Linked DNA regions of Mus musculus: region 1 is linked to region 2. Evidence: chromatin contacts called from public HiChIP or PLAC-seq data. All regions are on one chromosome and are shown on one strand. The core of a region is the stretch at or near the end of the contact, and the rest is flanking DNA. Distances in the headings are between cores, read along the strand shown.

Evidence for each region. HiChIP or PLAC-seq counts read pairs in DNA pulled down with a chosen protein or histone mark.
Region 1: an H3K27ac HiChIP or PLAC-seq map of heart atrium shows a contact between it and region 2, with 4 times the contacts expected there. The contact joins the promoter of Tbx18 here to the enhancer-like site in region 2. A contact is called at or near these places in 2 of 484 Hi-C or Micro-C datasets (nephron progenitors and ventricular fibroblasts), 2 of 115 datasets of contacts at active chromatin or transcription factors (cardiomyocytes and heart atrium) and 1 of 9 other capture datasets (adipose tissue).

The regions. Positions count from the first base shown.
Region 1 is chr9:87,729,644-87,736,115 of GRCm38.p6, reverse strand. Tbx18 (T-box18) reads left to right here and starts at 4,856. Exons shown (of 8, transcript NM_023814.4): 1 at 4,856-5,581; 2 at 6,451-6,472. The coding sequence starts at 5,272.
Region 2 is chr9:87,614,864-87,621,908 of GRCm38.p6, reverse strand. No RefSeq gene overlaps it. Among named protein-coding and RNA genes, the nearest start is that of Tbx18, 110 kb to the left of the region's middle. Within about 2 kb of position 3,403, at least 36 of the 459 cell types and tissues checked have an H3K27ac peak or open chromatin away from gene starts, as enhancers often do. A contact at or near this core is called in adipose tissue and heart atrium, where this site is marked.

The DNA of each region.
Region 1 (6,472 bases), core at 3,607-6,106, 110 kb before region 2:
AGCATATTTTGTATAGAGAGCCAAACACTTAAAGCTGGTGGTCAGTCTAGTGGATGGAGCCCTGTGCTTTCCTATGAGGCCATAGGCAGGAAGATCACTTGGGATCAGGTGTGGAGACCAGCCTGGATGACACACCCCTCTCTGTCTCCAAACAAAACAAAACCAAAGCAGCAAACACAGATTCTTAAATGAGGCCTGTGCTCAGTTCTATTTTCAATTTTCAGTTTGTTAAACTGGCAGCCATATTGTTGGTAACCTTTGCTTATAGGGAGAAATGGGATCAATGTAAAGAATATGAAGTTATATTTTCTAAAAAACAATGAAACTGAGACTTTATAGCACAGACTACCGCCCTGTAGCCAGAGAGTATATATTATTTTTCAGGTTCCTTCTTTGTCTTTGGTCCAAATTATTACTACATTGGTGTTAGCAATGCCCAGTCACTCATCCCCTGGCATTAACTGCGTGACCTCTATCAGGCTGTGGTATAAAAAGATACAGGTATTTCACATATTGTAGCACTATGCGAGGAGTGTGGGTCAATAAATGAGATAGAAGGGGGGGGAGCCCTTCCGAAAATGCTGACTGAGATGGAGCAGATATATCTGGAAATAATTTGAATGGGATGTGATAGGGTGATTATTTACTGGAGCCCAGATTTTCTTCTGGATATATTGAAGGTTCCCAATCCCTTAGGTTGAGGGAATGAAGAAGGAAGAGGGGCTTGCATTCATTTGACCCAGAGACCATACCTCTAGAACGCAGAGGAAGCGCAAGCCTGTGTTGAGAGATCGAGGTTGGAGAGGAAACTCTGGGCCCGAACGCTTCTGAGCACTAGGGGGGTTCTGAATGTGTTGTTGGAGCCGAGCCTGTTCGTGGGTTCATTGATTGGGGTCTTTGTCTTACCTAATTGGAACTGAGAGGAGACCCGTTGTTGGGAGACAATAAAAGAAATGGGAGCTAGTGTGGGCTGAGAGTCAGTAACAGAAGCCAGCTGAATCCCAGCTTTGGCTCTTTCTGCTCCCTCTAGGCTTGCAGCTGCACGGTGGGGGGGGGGGGGGGGTGGGAGGGGTGAGTTCTTACAGCCCAGCCAGCTCCGATTTGCCATTCAAAGCCTTGGTAAATTTATACGGATTATGACTTGTTTTGCATTAATCCAGATTAGAGGGAGAAGCAAAGAAGCCTGTGCCCAGAATGAAGGAAGGCCAAGAGCGAGAAGCAGAGCGCTCTGTAGCCTGGTAAATTGTGAGAGGTGTTGATGCCACGGTCCTGAAGGAAGTGCCGGCATCTCCTTCTGAGATCCAGTTACAAAGCACAAGGTAATCCGTCCTTCTTGCTCTTGTGTTCTAACAGTGCTCACCCCTCAGCCCAGCCTGTTTCTGCATCTCTCACTCAGTTAATCTTTTCGTTAATATTAAAATAGCTTTTTTACATGTGTAGAAAGGATCCAGGGACCACCGCCAGTGTCCCTGAGTTCAGCTGACTGCTCACTTTGTTTCTATATCAGTATATTAGGTTTCTAGTGCAAGAAACCAAACTAGTGCACGAAATCAAACATATAGGTTAGAATGTTTTACACTGATTGTAAAAGCGTGGAAAGGCTGACTAGTACACACTGAAGTCTAGATAGGCCTGTCTATTTTTAGAAAATCACCGGTTGTTTATTAAAAAAAAATAGGTGTCTTATCAACCAGAAAAAAATGAAACAGCAAGTCATCACACACACCCCCCCACACACACAGAGAGAGAGAGAGACAGAGAGACAGAGAGAGAGAGACAGAGACAGAGACTAAAAAGCATCATGCAGATGGAGAGAATGTTTTCTTCATTATTTTTCTTTTAAGAAGAATGTTTCAGAACTGCATCAGAAAAAGCAGAGAGCAGATATGGTATTTAAACGTCTATCCTTTCCTTCACGCTCCCCTCCCCAACACACACACACACACACACACACACACACACACACACACACACACACACACATCTTGGTTATTCCGTGGGATCCTGATTCCAGCATTCATCATCTCTCTCCCCTCGCCAAATCTGGACCCTCCAGGATTTTCTGCCTTTCCTTTAGCTACCAGTTCGCTTAGGCTGACTCCAACCCCAGAGTGGCTTTCAGTTAAAATAGTGTTTGGCAAGTGCCGGCAGAGGCCCGACTGCACACTCTTCCACTTCTAATCCTTCCTTAATGTAGGTAATACAATGGGAAAAGAGATTTTTCTCTCCCTGAGTTATAGGAACACACTCCCGGGTGACCAAGCATACACCAACACCTCTACAGGAGATCATAGGTGCGTGCAGACCAAGCCTTGCAAATGAGACTCCAGGATTTGGAGGTTCGGGGTGGGGCACGCCGAGTGGCAGTGCATTCGTCACTCTCTTGATTTGAACAGCAGGATTTGGCCTTTTCTTAAGCATACATTTGTTGCAACCGGGGGTGGGGGTGGGGACGGGGGGTGGGGTGGGGGGGGGGAGAAAGGCCTCGGGAAACTAAGGCTTCCGTAAAACCCCTTTCCTTGACTTCTCAGCGGACTGGGGTCTAGTTTCGCTATCCAGCCCGGGATGAGGTTCTCTGATAGTTTCCAAGGATTGCAGGTCGTGCTCTGTGTACACAGTTTGCAACCCAAGGGGGAACCAGTTTGTCCTTGGTCCTGGAGCTGGAGCGGGATTCAAGCAGTGGGACCAGTAGTAAGGGAGCTAGCGCCCTCATTCAAGCTAAGGGAGCTAGCGCCCTCATTCTGCCTCAAGAGCTCTGCGCATACTTGGACCCATAGCTACTACTTTTATTTTTGTTGTTAGTTTGTAATATTGTTTTCCAGTTTGTTTGTTATATGAACCCAAGTCAAATTTTGTACCCCGAGGCTCCAGCTGCCAGGGGTAACGTTGGAAGAAGACGCAGAGGGACAGCGGAGGGCTTGGGACCCTGTGCTCCTCAGGGTAGCCTAGAAGGCCTGTTTCAACATCCCAAACCAGTTTGAACTGTGCGGCATTTAAAGGGACAAGATCATAACTACAAAGTAGGCTTCCGGTCTGGAAATCCCTGCGGTTTCTTGGAATCAGCCGCCCAGCCTCCTCCTGCGGGCTGGTCGAGTATGCCAGAAACCTTTTAGTGACTCCACCCCCCCCCCCACCTCCGTCACAGAATTTATGAATCCCTTAGGCTGCAAGCCGGCCTTGCTCGGAGAACCGCTCCATTGGACCATCTATGAGGGCCCAGGGCTGGGGCTGGGCGCTCTAGCTCAATGGGCAACTGAAGATACGTAGCTTCACGCGGGAGCTTCACACAGGGCCTTGAGTTGTTTGCTTAAACTCTACAGACTTCGTCCTAGACTCTCCCTACTAACCCAGAACTTTCCAGGCTGCCTCTTCAAGCTTTCTGGTTGGCTCCCGCTTTAGGCCAAACTTCACTAACCGGGTTGAACTTATTCAGGATACCACATCACCCTACACTCTGATGAGTCTGCGAGAGCTTCTCCAGACAGCTTCAAGCCAGTAGGCTACACCGGCTCCCAGTGCCCCAAATAAAACAATGTCTTCCAATTGAACGCATTTTTCAGGCATTTAAAAATCTGCATCCACAGCAAAGATATTACCAAGTCCTTTCTGGCCCAGGCCTTGCAGGCGCCTCTAGGCACTCGCTGCTTGGTTCAATTTCTTCCCAGCACTCCAGTCCTGAAGGAACTGCAGGTTTCTCTATCTATGATTTAAAAACAAAACCCTCCTTCCGGGGTTGATGGTACTTTCAGAGGCCATTTTCCTGAATGCCGAGGAGAAGCCAGAAGAAAGCTAGGACTGCAGTGTTTAAATGAACATCGAATAAAGGAGGCAAAGCAAAATGAAACAAAACGAATCGTCCCTGGCCTATTTTATACTAAAGATTTGTGCACATAGTGAATTTTATTCTACAAGTGATTTTTTTTATTATCCCCATCAAACCCACATCCTGTTAATCCTAAGAAAATGTTGAGTTTAAACAACAGAACTGCACATACATGTTTGCGATCGTTCAATTCTAGAGTTCTGCTTTCTTTTGAATTTATTTTAAAGAAACACGCCGATTAAAAAAAAAAACCAATATGAATACGAAGCTACTTTTAACATACAGAACTTTCAAAAAACATACAGAAATTCATAAAACATGGTTTACTTTGTGAAGTTTTGAAGTTAAACCTATATCATTAAAGACAAACAGAATTAAAATCCCAGGACCTACGTTTTAAAATAATTAGTCCTAAATAAAAGGAGACACCTTTCCTGAATCGGTTATATGAAGGTCTGAGAGATATTACAATGATTAATTTTTAAATCTAAAAAATATCAAATATGCGTAAACTCATCTCACGTAAGAAAAAAATCTTCGGAGTAAGATTCAAGCCCGTGGTCATTCTCTCCATACAGTGGGCATCAATAGATGCAGGAATGTTTAAGTGAGAAACAACAAACTGTTGGCTGTAAGTTCCTGCCTCCTCCAAATGTACTTCTTAGCCCCATGGACAGGGATGAGAGACCGGAGATTTAAGGGTCCTTGAAAGATCCTCTATACTACTAGTTACGGATCTCTTTTCTCGGTTAAACCCTGAGGCTCAGCCTTTCCTGGTCCTGATAAGAAAAGCCTGAGAAGCGACTGGGTTGGCGGGTGTCAGCAAAAGAGGGTTCAGCTTTCTAGAGACTGGCAGAGACGAGCCAGATGGCGGCGCTTTTCGGTCTGAGATTTTCCGACCTTGTAAGGAAGTGGGCGCGGGCTGAGCGGAGTTAGATTCTCCTGATTGGTAAACCGTTTCGGTGATGGACAGCTCCATAGGACCCTCCCCCGCCGCTTTATTGACACTAATGAGCAAGTTCTTCCCACCGCTCTCCTGCCTTGAAGTGCTGACAGATCAAGGCAACAAATTTCAATTACAATCCCTAATTTGTGTCCGCAGAGTGTTTTTTTTTTCCCCGTGTTAGTCCTCTCGGGCTCATCAGTCGAGGCAGATCTTGGAGCAGCAGGAGGAGGTGGAGGGTTTGGGAGTCAAGAAGTGCATCATTGAACTCGAGGGAGAGACAGAGGGAAGGAAACTTGGCGGCCGCGTTCCTGCTTCCTCGGATCCCAACGCCAGAGAAAGAGGAAACGGCAAATTTGTTTTTGCCCGCAGCTAGGAAGGGGACAGATCTCGGGAGGCATCGGGAGCTGCGGAGCGTTTGGTGGGGGGCCAGGAGGGCGAGCGCGTGCGTGCGCCCCAGCCGCGAGTATATGAGAGAGGGGCGAGCGGGCTCGGGGAGGCGGGGATGGCGGAGAAGCGGAGGGGCTCACCGTGCAGCATGCTAAGCCTCAAGGCGCACGCCTTCTCTGTGGAGGCACTGATCGGCGCCGAGAAGCAGCAACAGCTTCAAAAGAAGCGGAGAAAGCTGGCCACGGAAGAGGCGGCGGGGGCGGTGGAAGACGCAGGCTGCAGCCGTAGCGGAGGCGCGGGGGAGCACGGCTGCTCGGAGGCCGACGAAGAAGCGGCTGCCCCGCCGCCGGCAGCCGGGGCGGCGTCCGGGCCAGCGCGGAGCTGCGCGGACGCGGAGCGGAGCTGTGGCTCCCGCGGAGCGGCGGGTGAGTCGATCGATCCCTTCCTGCCCCAGCGGCTTCCCGGTGCGTCTCCGCCCGGCTCCCGCGAACCTGAGCTTCGGTGAGGCAGCGCTAGCGCCCGCTCCTCCCGGGCCTCCGCCGCCGAGCCCCGGGGGCAGGCGTTGAGCCGTCGGCCCCGCACACCGTCCATCCGCGGCTCTCTGCCCGGCTCGGCGGGCTGCCGCCGTCCTCGCCTCTGCGCCGGGAGGGTTCGAGCCCAGGGCTGCCGCTGCTTTTCACTTCTCTAAGTTTTAGGGGCCCCCGGGGCGCGTGCGGGAGGGCGCGGGCTAAAAGCGCGGAAAAGGGCTCGGACGCCCAGAAGTTGGGTGCGCCAACCGGGGAGGCGGCGGCGAGCTCGCCCACACTCTCTGCCCTTCTGAACGCGGAGCGCTACTCCTCCGGAGCCCAGGGCGCCTCGGGGCGGGCTTTTAGCTCTCTTCTATCCGCTGTGCTGCGGGGCCCGGAGAGCCAGCAGCCCGGAGGATTGCCTGGAGCGGGGTTTGGGGAAGTTCTCAGAAAGTGCCTCGCGCGAGGCCCAGAGGCCCGGCGGCCTCCTGGGGCGGAGGGAGGAAGGGGTGACCGGAGCAGATCCCGGCAGCGGCCGCAGTGAGATCTGCGCCCAGGGACAGTGAGCTCGGGGACAGGTCTCAGGCCCACAAGGCGGGGCGCATGGGGAGTTTGCGGGCCTGGCTCTGGGACATAGGAACTCGGTGGGACCCTAAAGGCCTCAAGGCAACTCCGATCGCCCCGCGCGGCAGGACTGCGGGCAGCTGTCCTAGGGCCTGGCCCTGAGATGATCCTCAAGGCCGGATCGCCCCCTCACTGCTTCCCCGTCTCTACCCTCTGCTGTCCAGGCAGCTGTGAGGATGGCTTCCT
Region 2 (7,045 bases), core at 2,154-4,653:
CATTTTTTTTTCTCTTTTCCATTTTTTATTAGGTATTTAGCTCATTTACATTTCCAATGCTATACCAAAAGTCCCCCATACCCACCCACCCCCACTCCCCTACCCACCCACTCCCCCTTTTTGGCCCTGGCGTTCCCCTGTACTGGGGCATATAAAGTTTGCGTGTCCAATGGGCCTCTCTTTCCAGTGATGGCCGACTAGGCCATCTTTTGATACATATGCAGCTAGAGTCAAGAGCTCCGGGGTACTGGTTAGTTCATAATGTTGTTATGCATCATGCAATTATGTTGGACAATCCAGGGCAATCTCTCTGTTTTAAGGTCCTATGATGAATGAGGTTAATCACATCTGTCGGTGATCTTTTGACTTGTAACCTAATATACTCTCAGGTTCTGAGGATTACGTGGGGTCTTCTTGGAGAGAGTTATTCTGTATTCCACAGAGAAAAATACAGCATGTATTAACATGCTCTAGATGTTTGAGAGATCTTGGGGGTCCAGGTTAATTGAGACTGCTGGTCCTCCTACAGGGTCGTCCTCCTCCTCAGCCTTTCCCCAAATTCAACCACAGAGGTCAGCAGCTTCTGTCCATTGGTTGGGTGCAAATATCTGCATCTGACTCTTTCAGCTGCTTGTGTCTTTCAGAGGGCAGTCATGATAGGCCCCTTATTGTGAGTGCTCCATAGTCTCAGTAATAGTGTCAGGCCTTGGGACCTCCCCTTGAGCTGGATCCCACTTTGGGCCTGCCACTGGACCTTCTTTCCCTCAGGGTCCTCTCCATTTCCATCCCTGCAGTTCTTTCAGACAGAAACAATTATGGGTCAGAGTTTTGACTGTGGTTTGGCAACCCTCTCCCTCACTCGACTCTCTGTCTTTCTGCTGGAGGTGGACTCTGTATGTTCCCCCTCCCCACTGTAGGGCAATTTATCCAAGGTCCCTCCCTTTAAGTCCTGAGAGTCTCTCAACTCCTAGGTCTCTAGTGCATTCCGGAGGGTCCCACCACCCCACCTCCTGAGGTTGCCTGTTTCCATCTTTCTGCTGGCCCTCTGGGCTTCAGTCTTTTTCCCTTACTCAACACCATAGCAAGTTCCCCTCTTACCCCCACCCCCAATCCCTTCCACTTTCCCTCCCAGGCCCCTCTTTCCTTCTTCCCTTGTGTTTGCTTTCTTCTCCCTCCCAAGTGGGACTGGGGTGTCCTCACTTGGGCCCTTCAGCTTGTTGACCTTTTTGAGTTCTGTGGATGGACTACCAACTGGACAGCATACACCAGCTAAGCCTCCCCCCGCCCCCAACAACACATATATAGCAAAAGACTTCTGGGTCTGGGTTCAGTCAGAGAAGATACACCTAACTCTCAAGAGACTGGAGGCCTCAGGGAGTTTAGAGGTCTGGTGGGGTGGGAGGTTGGGGGTTGAGGAACATCCTCATGGAGACATGGGGTGGGGAGGAGATATGAAATGTAGAACAGTTGGGGGGTAGACAGGGAGGGGAATGAGGTTTGGAGTATAAAAAAATTAAATAAATAAATAGATAAATAAATAAATAAAAGATTAAATAAAAAAATTTGCTCTGGATGACATATTTTTCTTTAGGATTGATAAGCCTATGTTTTCCAATTTCATCTTAACAATGAGTAACATTTAAGGGAAAATACCCTAGAAGCATATTCTGCAAGAAATTATACCATATTCATAAATCCATAAGCACAGAGGCAAAAGGACCAGGCCAAATGTCTTTGTATATTAAAATAAAACACTTTTCGTGTTTCAGTTACATGCTTATTCATTGCAAATGATAGATTTGCACTGGCCACTGTAAAAGCTCTTATAACGAGAGCCTTGTACTGAAGCAAAACACACTGAATATAATGGATTGGAAATAAATTATTATAGCAAAAGAAAGCCCTTCTTACTATGTATTGTCATAACGGAAATAAAAGGTGCTATGAAAAATAGAGGATATAGACTTTTTTCCTCCAAATATTAGGATAACTTCACAGCTTTAAGTTATTGATAAGCTAAGTAGACCTGGTATAAAACTGCCTTCTAAATTTTCATGTTTCTGCTCAATGTACTAGCTACTTCACTGTTGCTTTGATAAAACACTATAACTAAACACAACTTAAAGAAAATCGAGTTAATTTCCAGAGGGAGAGTCCTTAATGGTGGGAGAGACATGGAAGCAGGCATGCTGAGAGGTCGCATCTTCAGTCACAACCATTCAGTAGAGGATGTGAAGGGATGTGCTTCCTCCGGAAAGGCTGTACCACCACCTTCCCAACTGGGAACCGATGTTCAGATACCCAAGCAGATGGGGAACATCTCTCATTCAAACCACTACAGGGAGATTTGTTGGACATCAGTGGGAGGAGAGGCCCTTGGGCCTGAGGGTGTTTGATGCCCCAGTGTAGAGGAATGCCAGGGCAGGAGGATGGGAGTGGGTGGGTGGGAGAGCACCCTCATAGAGGCAGAGGGAAGGGAGATGGGATGGGAGTTTTCAAAGGGGAGACCTGGAAAGGGGAAAACATTTGAAATGTAAATAAAGAAAATACCCAAGGGGGGGGTGGAAATTGTATCAATATGCCATATATAAAGGTTCAAGGAGAATATTAAACAATACATAGTTATTTTTAAAAAAGGAAGAAAAAAGAAAAGAACATTGACTGAGAAGACTCTGAAGAGAAGTAGACTTGGAGGGCAAACCACTCTCTCTTTGTTGTGTTTGGTACTGCCTATGTCCTTGGCGGGAGTGTTTGGGATGGGAGAGGTATATGATCGATTTGAAGAATGGCTTTTCACCATTGAGAAGGCATTTTACAAGTATAACTTAATTTGATGAAGAGAGGAAAGATTACGGCACATTAAAAGTCCCCAGACGAGTTGTCAACTGGGTGAGGCGGGAAGTTTTAATTCTTTAAGATTATTTACCTTTTAAAATTCTCTTTTAAAAGTAGGTACGCATTCTAGCAATGGGAATCATTATCAGTGCAAATGGCCAAGATCGTATTATTACATTTATACACATACCATCTGAAAATACCAGCCAGCATTAATATGTGAGATGCCAGCTGACTGCAAGCTGAAAAGCCGTAGCTTTTACCTACAGCGTCACAGCCAAGGCATGAACGTTGTTCCTATGATCGCGGGAGGTCAGAGGCATCAAGGCTGAGAAGCTTGGGGGGGGGGGGGGGGATTCACTGGCGTTCTGCTGCCAAGCACTCTTCTGGAATCAGTGGGTCGGAAGGAATGCACTGAAAATCCTCCTCTGCCTTTTATCTGGGAGCCTGACAGGGAGACTCTAGCCTGAAAACAGATGAGATAGAAGGCACTGCTCTCTTGCCTCGCTGGGACTGCCTGGGTGTCTCCTCTTACTCCAGTCGGGAGTGACTGGTATTTAAGTGCAGATAACTGTAATCTTGGTGGTGAGGCTGAGTCAGAGAGGGCATTCCAGAAGTGGGTCTGCCTGCACACGGGGACAGAGGCCCCTGACCAATCCCAGTTGCCTTTGTACTGACAGTTGAACAGGAGCCTCAGGAGCACGGTGTGAGAAAGACTGAGTCCTAGGCTCACAGCTTAAATGGAATGCAGAGAGGAGGAGCTGTGTTTGGTCTCTAGCTTCACATTGCGTCATGTTTGCTGGGATATTTTCACGCTTGAAACAGACAGCTGGAGCAAAGGGGCATGAGTTAGGGAAATCGCACATGAAAAGAGATACTCTTCAAAATTGGACCTCTCTATACTCAATAACCCAAATAAGACAACGAAAGGGCACAATAGCTTATCGCGGTAAGATGTTAGAGTGCATTTGCATGTTATGCCGACTTTTCCAGTGAAAATGTTTCTGCCTTTAGTAATAAAAAAAAATAGAATTATTCAGTCACCAGTCCGTACTTACACTAAACAAACAAGAGCCTAAAATGTCTTATTTACCCCCACCCCCACCCCCAGGGGAAGGTTTTACTGCCAGCTCTCTGTGAAAGAAGCCAAGACAGAAGACAGTGTAGGATAGAATGGAGAGTGTAGACTGTCACACTAGCAGAACAGTAAGTACTCGACCAAGTAAACGGCCTTGCAAACGGTGGCTTTCTTACAAGACTTTTACAGGAAACTAAACTGTAATCCTGCTAGGTCAGTGGCCAGGGGAATCATGGCCTTCTATCTGAGCAGGGCATAGTATGGAACTAAACTGACTCAGTGGGAACATAGAACAGACCCTGTAAAAATCATCTAGAGGCAGAGAAAACCCTAATGCTGTGCCGCCATACCAGCTTCACGACAAAAGCCATCTTTGTACGTTATAGCCTCTGTGATGGCTGATATTCATTGTCACTAGGCCATGGAAACATCTCTCTGTGTGATTATGCTGGTGTTTAGAGAATGCCAAACATAAGTGGCACCCTCCCACGCCATTGGATCCAGGACTGGATAACAAGGAGAAAGCAAAGTGAGCAGGAACATTCATCTCTCTCTGCTTCCTGCATCGTGCCCTGCTGCCTTCTGCAACTCCTTTGCCACAGGGACTGTATTCCCTTGAGCAAACAAATCTTCCTCGGTCACAGCAATGAGTAATTAGCCCCATACCTCGTAGTTGCATTTTACCTTTTTGGGTAAAGTCATATTCTCTGATGAGTCCACAATGTTCTTAGAGAAAGCACATTTCTGTGGATTCACGAAAGGCTGTATAAGCCATCTGCCGCCTCCCCAAATATCCTGCGGGGGACTATAATGGTCTCTAGAACTTGGGCACATCCTCATATTCTCCCTCTAAAAATAATCTTCAGGAATTCCCCATCTTTTGCTATTAACTAATTGGTCAAAGGCATCCGAGTTTCACAGAGAGGTGAGTTTGTGTATGGGAAAAAGCAGATAACCATTTCAAAGTTCATGTGCTCCTGCCTCATAACCACTTCAGAGACATTCACATTTCCTATGTTACCTTGTGGTATTCCCTGGTTTACTGAGGTTAGAGGCAACACTGTTCACCTTAAAGATTTATAAGAATAACAAGAGAATGGCTCAGTGCTCATTTATGCAGAGCAATCACATTTTTATTATTCTATTACTTTTATTATGTTGAATACTTGAGGCCCACAATTTGTGCTGGGTTGTCTATAATTTGTATCCATTTCTCAGAGACTTGGTAAGTACTCCCTTTTTGATTATGTATTCCTAATATTTGTTTGTGAATATGCCAAGCTGAAAAGCTGCCAGTGCTATCAAGGAAAATAAGAATTATATTTAAAGAGGAATGGAAATTGAGAGATTTTAAGTTACTATTATTATTATGTTTTAGAGGTTTCTATTAGAGTATATTTATTATTACACATATACACATATACACACATATACACATATACACACATATACACACATACACATATACACACATATACACATATACACATATACACACATATACACATATACACATATACACACATATACACATATACACATATACACATATACATATATATTATATTTGACCCAGGTTCCATATGTTTATAAGACTAGTTTACAACAGCAGTGTATAAAGCCCTACCTCCATCCTTCCCAGAAATTGTTAGTATTTTTATTGATAGCTATTCTGACCAGTATGAGATGTGTACTTCCTTGAGAGCTAAGGATGTTGACCATTTTAAAAACATCTGTTGGCGATTTGTACTTTGGCTTTGGCAAACTGTTTGTTGAATTTTTTTGTTCATTTATTGATAGCATTGTTTGCTTTCTTGGTGCTTAATATTTTGAGCTATTTATATAGTCAAGATATTAATCTCTTCTTCTTCTTCTTCTTCTTCTTCTTCTTCTTCTTCTTCTTCTTCTTCTCCTCCTCCTCCTCTTCTTCCTCCTCCTCCTCCTCCTCCTCCTCCTCCTCCTTCTTGTGTGTGTATGTGTGTGTGTAGCTGTCAAAGATTTCCTTTTATTCTCTAGGTGATCTCTTCCCTCTGTTACCCTGCTTCCTTTGCATCAGAGAGGCTTCTCTATTGCAAACAATCTCATCTGTCAATTCTTCACTGTATTTCCAGTGGCACTGGAGTCCTTGCTTATGCCTGCATCTTGAAGTTTTTCTTATCCTGCTGAGTTTTCTCCAGATAGAATCTTACTGTGTAATCTCAAAATTGTAGTCCTCTTGACTCAGCCTCCTTAGTACCAGTTTATCAAGTTTACAGTTTTTTAAAATCTTACTATATAAAAAGGCAAGGAAAACAGCAGGCATAATCTATCACCATGCTCTATTTCAGATTCCAAGCAGTACCAGGGTTATAGCATGTGCTGATTATTCTTAATGATTTGTGGATTGGTGTGATTAAACCAACAGTAATATTAATAATCATTATAATAATAATTTTGGTGTATGTTAAACATTTCCTTCTTAACAAGCATGCTTGAGGTCTCTGAACATTAACTAATGATTTTTATAAGTCATCTCAGTTAATTATCATAATGAGCATTAATATTTGCATTGTATTCCAGAGGACATTGGGCTTGAGAAAAGACCTCTCTGAGGAAATGGCAGATGTGGCTTTGATCCAGCCTCCATTCATCTCTAGAGTGTGCCCTCTTTCTTACTCCTGAGATTGGACATTTCAGCACAAATTACTTAGGCAATGTGAAGACACATGTATGAATAATTGAATGTTTGCATGTGTTGGTCAAATGAGTTTGGAAACTTGTTAATGGGTAGAGATTCTTATTATTAAAGAACTTGTAAGGACTTTCCTTCTCTTTGCAACTAGAAATGTGGGGCAGGACATATTTCTTTTTCATTGCACACTTACTTGTATGTTTTATTTATCATTCTAAGGAATGTGATTTCACGCTTCTCTGAACTGGGGAAGGGAATGCTGGTTGGTAGACTGACCGGTAGGTGGCCAATGGAATAATCAACAGGGTGCAGTAGCTGCAAGGTGACCTCTATATCAGTGTGACAGTAGCAGAGAATCCCATAGCGAACTTTCTATAACATGGCGGGTAGCAGTACTGTTTTTCCTTCTTTATAGAGAAGAGGCAGCACCCTCCTTGGACAGTTCTGGGCCAGAACGTCAC